2 separate regions of the Mus musculus genome follow, and region 2 is linked to region 1. Evidence: chromatin contacts called from public HiChIP or PLAC-seq data. All regions are on one chromosome and are shown on one strand. Each heading gives the region's core, a stretch centred on a gene start, on an enhancer-like site or on the middle of the called end of the contact. The rest is flanking DNA. Distances are from core to core; before and after follow the strand shown.

The links. HiChIP or PLAC-seq counts read pairs in DNA pulled down with a chosen protein or histone mark.
Region 2: a contact with region 1 is called in an H3K27ac HiChIP or PLAC-seq map of thymic regulatory T cells, with 2.1 times the contacts expected there. The contact joins the promoter of Il1r2 here to the enhancer-like site in region 1. A contact is called at or near these places in 7 of 39 promoter capture datasets (the 3T3-L1 cell line, 3T3-L1-derived adipocytes, the C10 cell line and 2 more), 2 of 15 datasets of contacts at CTCF or cohesin (the NIH/3T3 cell line and large pre-B cells), 22 of 484 Hi-C or Micro-C datasets (the 3T3-L1 cell line, the 63-12 cell line, B cells and 17 more), 9 of 115 datasets of contacts at active chromatin or transcription factors (the 230-238 cell line, CD8 T cells, the HPC-7 cell line and 5 more) and 4 of 9 other capture datasets (adipose tissue, embryonic stem cells, liver and 1 more).

Annotation. Positions count from the first base shown.
Region 1 is chr1:40,032,436-40,038,212 of GRCm38.p6, reverse strand. No RefSeq gene overlaps it. Among named protein-coding and RNA genes, the nearest start is that of Il1r2, 49 kb to the left of the region's middle. Within about 2 kb of position 4,297, at least 29 of the 459 cell types and tissues checked have an H3K27ac peak or open chromatin away from gene starts, as enhancers often do. A contact at or near this core is called in the HPC-7 cell line, cortical glia, regulatory T cells and 1 more, where this site is marked.
Region 2 is chr1:40,082,217-40,087,243 of GRCm38.p6, reverse strand. Il1r2 (interleukin 1 receptor, type II) reads right to left here and starts at 2,530. Exons shown (of 9, transcript NM_010555.5): 1 at 2,425-2,530. Gm16894 (predicted gene, 16894) reads left to right here and starts at 1,393. Exons shown (of 4, transcript NR_037980.1): 1 at 1,393-1,631; 2 at 1,957-2,100; 3 at 2,230-2,277.

The DNA of each region.
Region 1 (5,777 bases), core at 3,048-5,547:
TCTAAGTTGCTTTCTGTCAGAGTATTTTATCACACCCATTATGAGGTTCGGGATGAATACAAACATTTTCAGAAAGACTACTGTATACATTTCTTCTCACCGACTCTGTTGAGGAAGTTGCTCAAGGATGTTCTTCAAGAAAATAAGGAAGGAAAACAAAAGAGAGAAGGAAATGAAATCCAGAAAACATCTAACCCAGGTAGGGAGAGGAACAGCAGTCGCGGAAGGGAAGTCCAAAGAGAGATGTGGCCAACAGTCCTAGACAGCAACTCACTAAAGGAGAGCTGGAAGCGGTGGTCTACAAAGGACCCTGCTGGAAAAGGTGGATTGCATTCTAGATCTTCAATCCAGTAACCCCGAGAGATCTGGTAGACCAGAGCTACACAACCTTTTAGCCTTCTGCTTAACATTCTAGGGGGAAGAGCATGCAATTCAGGAGAGATGTGATAAAAAATATTTACCATCACTTGAACAACTAACAGGGTACTGGAAAAGGCTGTTCATCCTCACATGAGAAATTCCTCCTTTTCATGGTCCAGAGTCACATCATTCCAGCGCAGACTATATGGAGAATTATGTACCATCAGTTTTCATAGTTGACTTAGGGAGGGGCTTTCTGGGGTGATGAAAGTGCTAAAGGAGGTTGTGATGAGCGCTCAATGATTAGAATTGATCCATGTAGACCTTCCAGATAAGGAATTTATTCAGGTCTAATTACATTTTATCTCATTACAGCTGTTTGGTTTGTTTGTTTGTTTGTTTGTTTGTTTTAAAAAAACAAAATGTAAATCTTCATTTGGGTCATGGGATGTTCTGGGATGAGTTACTGCTGATCATGGACTGAGGTCAGCGAGGAGTGGCTACAACAACAAACACATTTGTTTGTCAGTTTGTTTGCTTTTTTCTTTAATGGAGATAAAAAGAAACCTAGTTTATGTGCATGTTGGTTTTTTGAGACGGGTTCTTACTACATTTCCAAGGATAGTCTTTAACCCATGGTAGCCCAGGATAGCCTAGAACTTGAACCCCTGCGTTAACCCCCTTAGTGTTGGGATCGTAGGTGTGTGCCACCACCCCTGGCCCTCAAATTAATTTTTGAAAGTTACCTAGAAAGACAAAGAGGCTAATGGTGGAGGAGGGAAAGAAGCTTGAATTCCTTGGCTGACTCTATTTGGTTTAGTAAAACTGACTCAAGAACAGATATTATTTTATATGAGTATAAAAAGTTAAATTTAAGGAGCAACCCTGAAAAACTCTGAAGGAAACAAAATGATGTGCCAACCTGGTGGCATGACCACTCTAAGGGTAAAAGTAACAATGACGACAAAGTAAGGTCTAATAAGAAGGCCGTAACTCCTTCCCAGTGGTCATACATCATTCAAGGTGGTTCAGTAGAACTCTGAGCCTTGCTGTATGTTTTGTGACCAGGGAATGACATTGGTGTTCAGAACAGGAGAAAGTAGATTTAGAATTTATAGGACTAACCAAAGAAATTTAAAAAAAAAAATCCCGTCACCCTGAATATCACATGCAAGTCTACAACGTATTTGCCATTAAAATAAGATCAGAAAAGGGATGTGTAGATGGCTCTGCTCAAAATACACCAAATAAATGCATTAACATATCAAGGAATAAATAGAAATATTAATAAAATCTCAGCCAGGGTGGATAGTGCACACATGTAACTACACTTCTGAGGCTCAGGCAAGAGGATGGAGAATTTGAGACTACCCTGGGCTATACAGTAAGAAAGAATTCACAAATCTGCATGTTATTATGCAGGGACCATGACAGTCTATCCTGTATTATCCAAATGTTAGTATATGTGCTGTTGAAGTGAGTACAAAGCCATCCAAACAAACAAACAAATAAAAAAAACCCTTTACATTGAAAGGAACTAGAAAAACTACTAACTGTATACTACTAGTAATACAAATACCAGACTGATCACAAAAAAATCACAAAATGGTATTTCTTATGAAGACAGTGCCATCTTAGAGAAATGGATGAATTCAATAAGTGCAGGAAATGTATCAGAGACTGACTGTCTCATATACCAACAGCTACCAAAAACAAGATTCTATGGACCAACACTTAAAATATATGTGCACGAATCATGCTTATCGTCAACAAAGGGATTTATCAGCCACATACAAGATGCTGTACTCACCTAGATCGTGATTCACATACATCGAAAACGAAACACACACAAACACTCCTAAGAACACATCGCTTGATGAAATCTTTACTTTTGTTAGGTATGGGTGCAGTTATTTGGTGTATTTATTTATGATTAGGATTGTCTAGGGGTTGCTTTGAAATGACCCATGGGGATGAGGTCAGACATCTCTAAGTTGATACATAATACTTGAAGCAGGGGGGGGGGGTGGTTGTTGAGGGTAAAATGGTTCAGTGGATAGAAGTTGCTCATCCAAAGAACCAGGACACAAATTCACGTGCAGCTTACAACCATTTGTAAGCTTGTTCCTGGGGGCCTGATGAGAGGACCCCAGTTCAATTTCCAGCACTGACCTGGTAGCTTACAACCATTCAGCAACTCCAGTTTGACACCCTCTTCTCGTCTCAACGGTGCACAGACATACATGCAAATATGCATGCATATAACCATATGTTAGAAGGTAATTGAAGCATCCAGATAGACATGTTTTTGAGATCTTTCATTATTTTTAATTGCGGGGGTAGGGGTGTAGGTCTGTTCACATGAACACTAGAGGCAAGGCAATGGAGGTCCCTGGAACTGGACTTACAGGCAGTTGTCAATCATCTGAATTGGGTAGAAACTGAACTCAGGTCCACTGAAAGAGCAGGAAGTACCTTTAGACTGCTAAGCTATCTCTCTAGACACCTACTATTTTTGTGAACACTTAAGTTTTTCCACAACTAAAATAATAATAAAAAATTAGCCTATTTCCATATCATGTAATAAGTGTAAACTTTCTCCATAATGGTGGGTGAAGACATTCACATTATCCTCAGAGTTGCATCTAAAACAGCCTCTTTTGATTGAAATGACACTCAATCTACACAGAACTGGGGTGTCTGGCTTCTTAAGATTGTACCACAACCACTGGGATCATGAGCAATGTGGAAATTAGGAGGAAGGTGTAGAACCTTCCGGCGAGAGATTTCTTCTTGTGTCCTCCAGCAGTTTCTGTCACAGGGGCTTGCCCAGGACACTTGACCTGGATAATCAGACACTCTGGTGGGTGAGACCCTGCCAGCCATTTTCAACAAATTCTCTCATCCAAGCTCAGAGACTACTGCAGAAGCAGGGCTGGAAAGATCATGAAAACTAGAGACAATGAAATTCTGTAAAGAGTGTTTGTTGGACCTGTCCGGGCCATTGCGCCCATGAACCCAATGGTACATCCACCAAACCAAGCAAGGCAAAATACCAGCATGGGTGGATTAGGGCTGCACGAATCCTACCACTCACTGAGGGGCTATTCGCAATTGATAGCTACTGGGAAAGGAAATCCATTTTCCTCAGGAATGTAGCCCTCGAAAGACCACTCAAACTCCAACAGACTGAACTACACTCATGCGCCCACAGGTAGCACCAAGTGGACGTACTGCTTTTAAAACAAGTAGAAGATGGGAGTTGAGGCAGGCGATACAAGAGGAATTAGAAGTAAGGAAATAGGGGATATGTTTCATTAAAATGTAGTATATATTCATATACAAAATTCTCAGTCAAAAAGGCATATCCAAAAAAAAAAAGAAAAGAAAAAGAAAAAAAATGAAACAAGTAAAAAGAATAAAAATAAAAAGAATAAAAGATTATTCCCTTCTTGGGAATGTGATCCGTGTCCCAGGTTGGAAATCCTAGTGTTTTTAACTAGGCGTGACTCTAAGCGTCACTTAGCTGGCTTCTCCCTGATCTCCACGCTAAGCTCTCGTATGCTTCCTTGCGGTCTGGACATACTGTCCTTTTAATTCCATATACACATCAGCTGCCTTTTGGAATCGGAGATCAGATCCCCGTCCATGGTAACTTGGAAGATCTGAGCATTACAGAGTGATCCAATTATAGCTTGTAATTATGGTGGCTTGTACAAAGTGCAGCAATTCACAAATCTTCCCTGAACGGACAAAACTCCCTTTGTTTCTACTGCAATGATGAGACTTCATGCTGCTCTGTGTCAGTTACACACGACTATGATAGCAGCTGCCCTTAAGTGGAGCTGGGCAAATGTCATCTAAGACCAGGAGTCAGTTCTATAGAATGGGCAGCCATGACTCAGCAGATTCCAGAAGGACCAGGCTCTTGTGTTACTACCGATTCGTGGCAGTGATGGCTCCTGGCCATCTCTCCAGCATGCACAGTGAGCTCTCTTGAGTGAGGTCCAGTAAGAGCTGAAAATAGGGTTGCACTTCAAAATAGCCAGGGAGACTCAGGTGACAGCCACACCTTTTCCAACAGTCTAGAGTGACTTACTTGTGAAGGATCCTGGGAATCTGTTACCCAGTGACTGGGACATATGCGACTGTGCTGAGGATAATAAATTACACAGCCACCATTAAGTTTCTCAGTTCCTTCCATGACAGGTCTTTGCCCCATTCTTTTAAGATTACACAACGGCAGAAACCAGAATGCAATGGGGGAGTGGGTTTTTCCCACAGCTATAAGTCTCTGAGAACTTTCCAGCTTGGCGGGCCCCTCGTTGATGCCACCAGTGAGTCAGAGGCCCCAGATAAACACCTCTGCTGTACATGAAAGTTTTCTGTCTGAAACCCACCTGTGTAGGGGAACAGCAGCAGCCACTGGCTGCATATATGTGTGTGTGTGTGTGTGTGTGTGTGTGTATGGCTTGCAACTTCATGTGCCTTCCTTGCAGCCTTTAGAAAAAGAAACCCCTGCAGCACAGTCCTGGACCCCACAGCAGAGAGTCCTGGGCTGTCCGTGAGAAGAAGGATTTCTTAGCTTTCACCCACAGCCAGCTCACTGCCTTGAGGTTTGCAAATTATGGCCTCCTCCTTTAGCTTTCTCACAGAACCATTTTAATAGAGCCAGAGAACAAAAGCTTTGCAAACTCCTGTGTGTGTGTGTGTGTGTGTGTGTGTGTGTGTGTGTGTGTGTGTGTGTCTGTCTGTCTGTCTGTCTGTCTGTCTGTGATTGTGTAAAACCCAGCCTAGGTAACAGTGCAGTGGTTCTCAGATTCAGTTCTAACGCTGTGACCCTTTAATACAGTGATCCCCCAACCATCAAGTTATTCCAGTGCTACTTTAGTTTTGAATGCTATGAACCATAATGTTAAAATTTTGACAAACAGGATATCTGATATGTGACCCCCCCATGAAAGGCTGTTCAACCTGCAAAGGGGTTGAGACCCACACAGGTTGAGAACTGCTGTTCTAGTGGGATTTTTGTCTTGGTTATCCTGTTGACATGACTTTAGTTCTATCTATCTATCTATCTATCTATCTATCTATCTATCTATCTATCTATCCATCCATCCATCCATCCATCCATCCATCCATCCACACACAGTAATATACACTGAGATGTAGAAAAATCCAGCCCATGGAGATTAGAAGACCATGTCTCAACTCAGGCCCCCCATTCCAGAATGATCTCTAGGGGGACTATTTAAGAAGCAGTAAGATGTGGACAAATGTCGGGGACAAACCTTGGAAGTGTCTATAAAGCCTCTAGACATGTTAAAGGCCTTAGTATGGAAAATAGTGTGAAGGGTGTTTTATAAATTATGTGTTGAGATTGCATTCTGGAATACACTTATTCAAGTGCATTAGCA
Region 2 (5,027 bases), core at 1,281-3,780, 51 kb before region 1:
AGGAATCATCAAGATCTGGCACAGTTGACCAAACATACGCTAGCAGGAGCAAGAAATGACTGATAGATACTGTGTTAAGCTTCAGGGTGTTGTAGGTACGGCTACATCATTTCTTGGGTTAGTGCACACAGCAACGAGAAAGATTTGTTTCCTATTGCAGTGAAAGCAATACCACATACTCAGCAGTTTAGCCTCGCCTGCTGTGGTCCAATGTCTAGGCTCATCTTAGAGGGTCTCTCTGCTCCGAGTCCTTCCTGGCTATAGCCAAGGCTCAACCTGGCTATGTTCCCTTTTGAGCCTCTGATTCTTTCCCAAGTTTACATGATGGTTATGATTGCAGTACTGAACTCCCTGCTATTTTATCAGCTGAAGGCCAGATGTCAAAGACTGCTGAGTCTCAAGCCTGAAGCCTCTCTCTAAGGCCAACAGCCTATGTGACACTGCTTCAAATCTCTTGACTCTGACCTTCAGACCAGCTCACAAAGAGTAAGGCTCTTACATGGGATCCACCAACCTGTTCTTCCTTTAGCTTAACTAACCGAGCCTGAAGTGACCCACAAAAATCCTTCATCCTTACTACTTAAGGTAGTACACTAAGAGTACTATATAATACTATATAGTACTAGTAGTACTATATAAGGTAGCATGTCTGTAAGTATTCTTCTGTTTATCCACCCCAGCCTTACTCAATGAGAGGGGATTCTACAGGGCATGAATCAGTGGGTCTCATTCTACAGTCCCGCCTGTTGCACACATGTAAAACATCTGATGACTACGACCTCTCGAACATTCAACACTCACCCAATGCTATACATTTACTCATTCCTCACTCCCAAGGAAGGTCTCTTTCCTGACTCTTGAAAGCTTGGTTGCTCACAACATGATCAACACGTGAGAAGAAAGCAGATGCCCAGACATCAACTCTCAGGAATAAAAGTCACCTGCGTGTTTACAAGACTCCCGGGAGATGCAAGAAGCAATGATCTCACAAGTTCCTTGTCCACAGATAACTCCCTCCGTCCTGGGCTCTCTAATGAGCATGAGCCTCATCTAATCTCCTAAGAAAATAGTCCTCCAAAAGGGCTCTTCCCATACAAGCAGTTCCAGCGTGTGATCGAGTCCTTGGGCACACACCCACATCTACTGAATCTGAAAAAAAAAAAAAAAAAATCTGCGTGGGCCAAGCAATGCGTGTCGTAGGCAGATATGGTAAAGGCCAAGTTGGAAGACCTGATAAACAGAGTAGTCGGAAGTTCCTTGAAAAAGCACCCGCTTCTGCCGCTTCTGCTGTCCCTAGAGGCTGGCGCTGCTATCCTGGGGTATGGGAGGAGGGACGTGATCACGTGATCTCCCCGGTCTCACTGTCAAAAAGTCGGACGTGGTCACGTGATCGCTCCATTCTCGCTGTCAAAACAGTAGGATTTGAGGGTGAGCTGGGAATGAGAATGGCTTGGGGAAGCCCAGGACAACCTGCAGCACACGAGGGAGGGTCCATCCCCGCAGCACTACCAGCTAAGAAAAGGAAAAGAATGCATTGAGGCAGGCGAGGCTCAGAGAGGCCTCGGGGAAGACATTCTTCTGCACTTATGCCTGTAGGAACAAGATGCTGATCCCGGAGAGCAAGCCTCCAGGTAAGGCAGAGCTAGAGGAGGGTGAGGTTGATGGAAGCCGATATGGAACACGGACGGAAGCCAGCAACATCCCACTGCAAGCAGGGACTGGGAAGGACAGGCCAGTCTTTTGCCTCTATTTACACAGTAGGAAACCCAGAGAGAAGCTCTGGCCAAGATCACCCTGTGTAAGGAGGCTGAGGTCAGAGACATATAAGCTAGGGCTCAGAAGGGAAAAAATGGGCTTCAAAATAGAGTAGGGGACTGAAGAGAAGAGACTTTAAGAAGCAGAGGAGGGAAAAAAACCAGTACATTCATTTATCTAATAACTGTGTGTGCCAGGCAGGTCTTAGAGTGCTGCCCAGTCTGCCTGGAAGCTATGGTTTCTGAGAGGCATCAGGTACATTTAAAAAAAAAAAATCACCCTAGGAAAGTCCCCAAAGCCTTTCAACGTGCTCTGCGCTCTGTCCCAGATGCTCAGCCTCCCAAGGTAAGAACCCAGCCCACTCCCTTCCTCCAGGTGAATTCTAGATGCTTGTCTGTCCCCTGCTACCTGGATCTGTGGACATTCAATAGCAGCTCTCTGATGTAGTCCCCCCCCTCCCTTTTTTTCTAACAGAGAAAACGAAGTAGAAAACAATCAAGGAATAAAGTGACCTCCACACAGGTGAGGAGACCGCTCACCCAGAGGAAGCTAGGAGACTCATAGAGGGTTGCCTGAGGACCCACTAAAAGCAGACCTGATGTTCAGACTGGTGTCTGACTGGTGACTGGCTTCCTGGTGTCTCCCCCTGCCTCTTTCCCACCTTCTTACCTGGAGCTGTGTATTCTTGTACCTTGCTGCTTCTTGCCTGACTGGGGAAGGCTGCTGGGCCAGACTTTCACCTTCTGTGATGTCCCAGCAGCCCCCTCAGGGATTTATAGGCTCCTGCTTGTGGTTTCCTAACTGGCCTGTGTCACTCACTCTAATTGGGTGGTGGTGGACACACCTTTTCCCTGCTCACGGGGAGCACCCTGCTCATGGTGCTTTGTGCGTACATCCTTGCCATATGGGGAAGTGGCCTAGGAAACTCTGAGTTTCCTTATTTGAGTGTGTGTGTGTGTGTGTGTGTGTGTGTGTGTGTGTCGCTAGAATGGCATGCTTCCAGCCAAGAACACATTTTAAAGTGATGCTGGCTGTACATGAAGAAGTTGTAAACAGTTTCACAGGCAAGATTTCACCCCATCTGCTGGATGCTGCTTAAAACCCAACCATGGTCCCATTAAAGAGAAAAGGAGGGTTTTAAATGAGTGGGACACAAGATCCCCACTCCCACCCCCAAGGAACTCTTCTTGACTAGGAGGAGGATTAAATGGATGGGCTTGTTTTAGGGGGGCCTTTGTTTGGCTTTTTGTTTGTTTGTTTGTTTGGTTGGTTTTGTTTTTAACTTTTTGTCTGAGTCTTTGGAAGCTGGGAACATGCTGCTTAATGTAGAGAAAGTGACTGCTAATGTAAGTTAAGGATTTCCAGGTCCGGAGACAGGCTCGGGTTTGGTGCTTCAGGAAAAAGTGGTAAGACAGCCAAAGGAGGAAGAGGATGGTGTGTGTAGTGCTGCAGTCCATGAGCCAGAGAGCCAGAGGCTGGACAAAAACCCAAGACATGGATGCTGCCCTTGTGGCTCCAGGGACCCTGTATGGACTACAATTCATTCTAGCCCACTGAGGCCCATGCAGACCTCCGACCTCCAGAATGATGTAGGAATAAGAACAAATGCAAATCTCATCCCCTGCCCCCCACCCCCGCCTTCATCTTACCTCCCCAAAAGGAGTCTGAAGCCCATGTTTTCTCTCCCTGTCCTTAATTTGTGAAGTACTTATGAGAAAGAATTGTTTGTATGACAAAGAGTCCTTCTGTTGCCCAGCTGACCAGAGTAGGGCTTAGAATTCTCCACCACATATTGTCTCACTGTGAATTTTATCCTAGGTATTTGATGACCATATTTTCTTCCATCAATATCGCAGAATTTGTATCTGCTAAAGACAAATGAATGGTAAAGACAATGTGTCAAAGTATTCAGAGTTCAGACCACCCCCTCAAACTGGGCATGCATGCATGATGTTGGTGGCTCACACATACTGTCTTCCAGTCACCTTCCTCCACTCTCTGGGCTGCATGTCACTTAAAAGTACCTTGCCACAGGTTTTCCATGGGTGGCTTCTGGTTTCTGAGCCAGAACCACATTGGGTCTAATTGAGGAGGAGTCTCTACCTCAGCATTTGCAACAAGCATCTTGGGTAACAGGCATCTTGAACCTCAAAGGATCTTGGTCATTTCCCATGCACTGGTGGGGAAGTTGAACTGAACATTCTATTGCTGCTGGGCCCATGAATGGAGATGGAGGGATACAGGAGAAGCAGTCATTGTTCCATGGGTCCTGCTGAGGCTTGCTACTGTCACTACTAAGTTTGAACTTTAGTAGTGGTAGTAATAGTAGTAGTTGTTGTTCTTCTTCCTTCTCCTCTTCCTCCTCTCCCTCTTCCTCCTTCTCCTCTTCTCCTCTTCCTCCTCCTTCTCTCCTCCTATTCTTCTTCCTCCTTCTCCTCTTCCTTCTTCTTCCTCTTGTTAGGACCTTACGTTTATCCCTAGCTAGACTGGAACTCTCTATGTAGACCAGGCTAGCCTTGAACTCACAGAGAGCTCCCTGCCTCTGTCTCCCAAGTTTCTGGGATTCCTGACATTCCTAAACCAGGCCTTGAGCATCAGGACTTGAAAGGATCATTAGACTCTATGATTGCCTTAGTTAAGTTTCTCATTCTATGATAAACACCACCACAGCCAGCTCAGGAGGAAAGAGCTTATTTCCGATTACAGTTTGCAGTTCTTCATGAAGAAAACTCAGGGTGGGAACCTGAAGCGTGAACCTGGAGACGTACTGCTTACTGGCTTGTTCTTGGATTGTTCTGACTGCATACTTATAGTATCCAGGACTGCCCTTCAGGGTTGACAGCCTGTCCCCTGCTGCCTAGTGAGATGGACCCTCCCAAAGCAATCAATAATCAAATTCCCACACAGACTTGCCTATAGGCTGGTTTGGTGGAAACATTCCCTCAATTAAATAAATACTCCTCTTTTCTGATATACCTAGGTTTGTATTAAGTCAACAAAACCAACCAGCACAATGATCGAGTTCTTCCAAAGACAGAAAATAAGATGGAACAAATTACTCTTTGGTCCACAGTTCCTCTTGAGTGTAGACAAAGGCATCTGGCATGATCTTCCTTCTCCTCTGAGGCTTTCTTAAGCCATGTGCCACCTTTGTTATTGAGTGAATGGGATCCTAAGTTAGGCAGATCCATGGAGTGATGGTGTGCAGGAGTTAACTGTTTGCATGACCCTTATGCTGGGATGGTGGTGGCACCTGGGAGACCTTCCTGTTG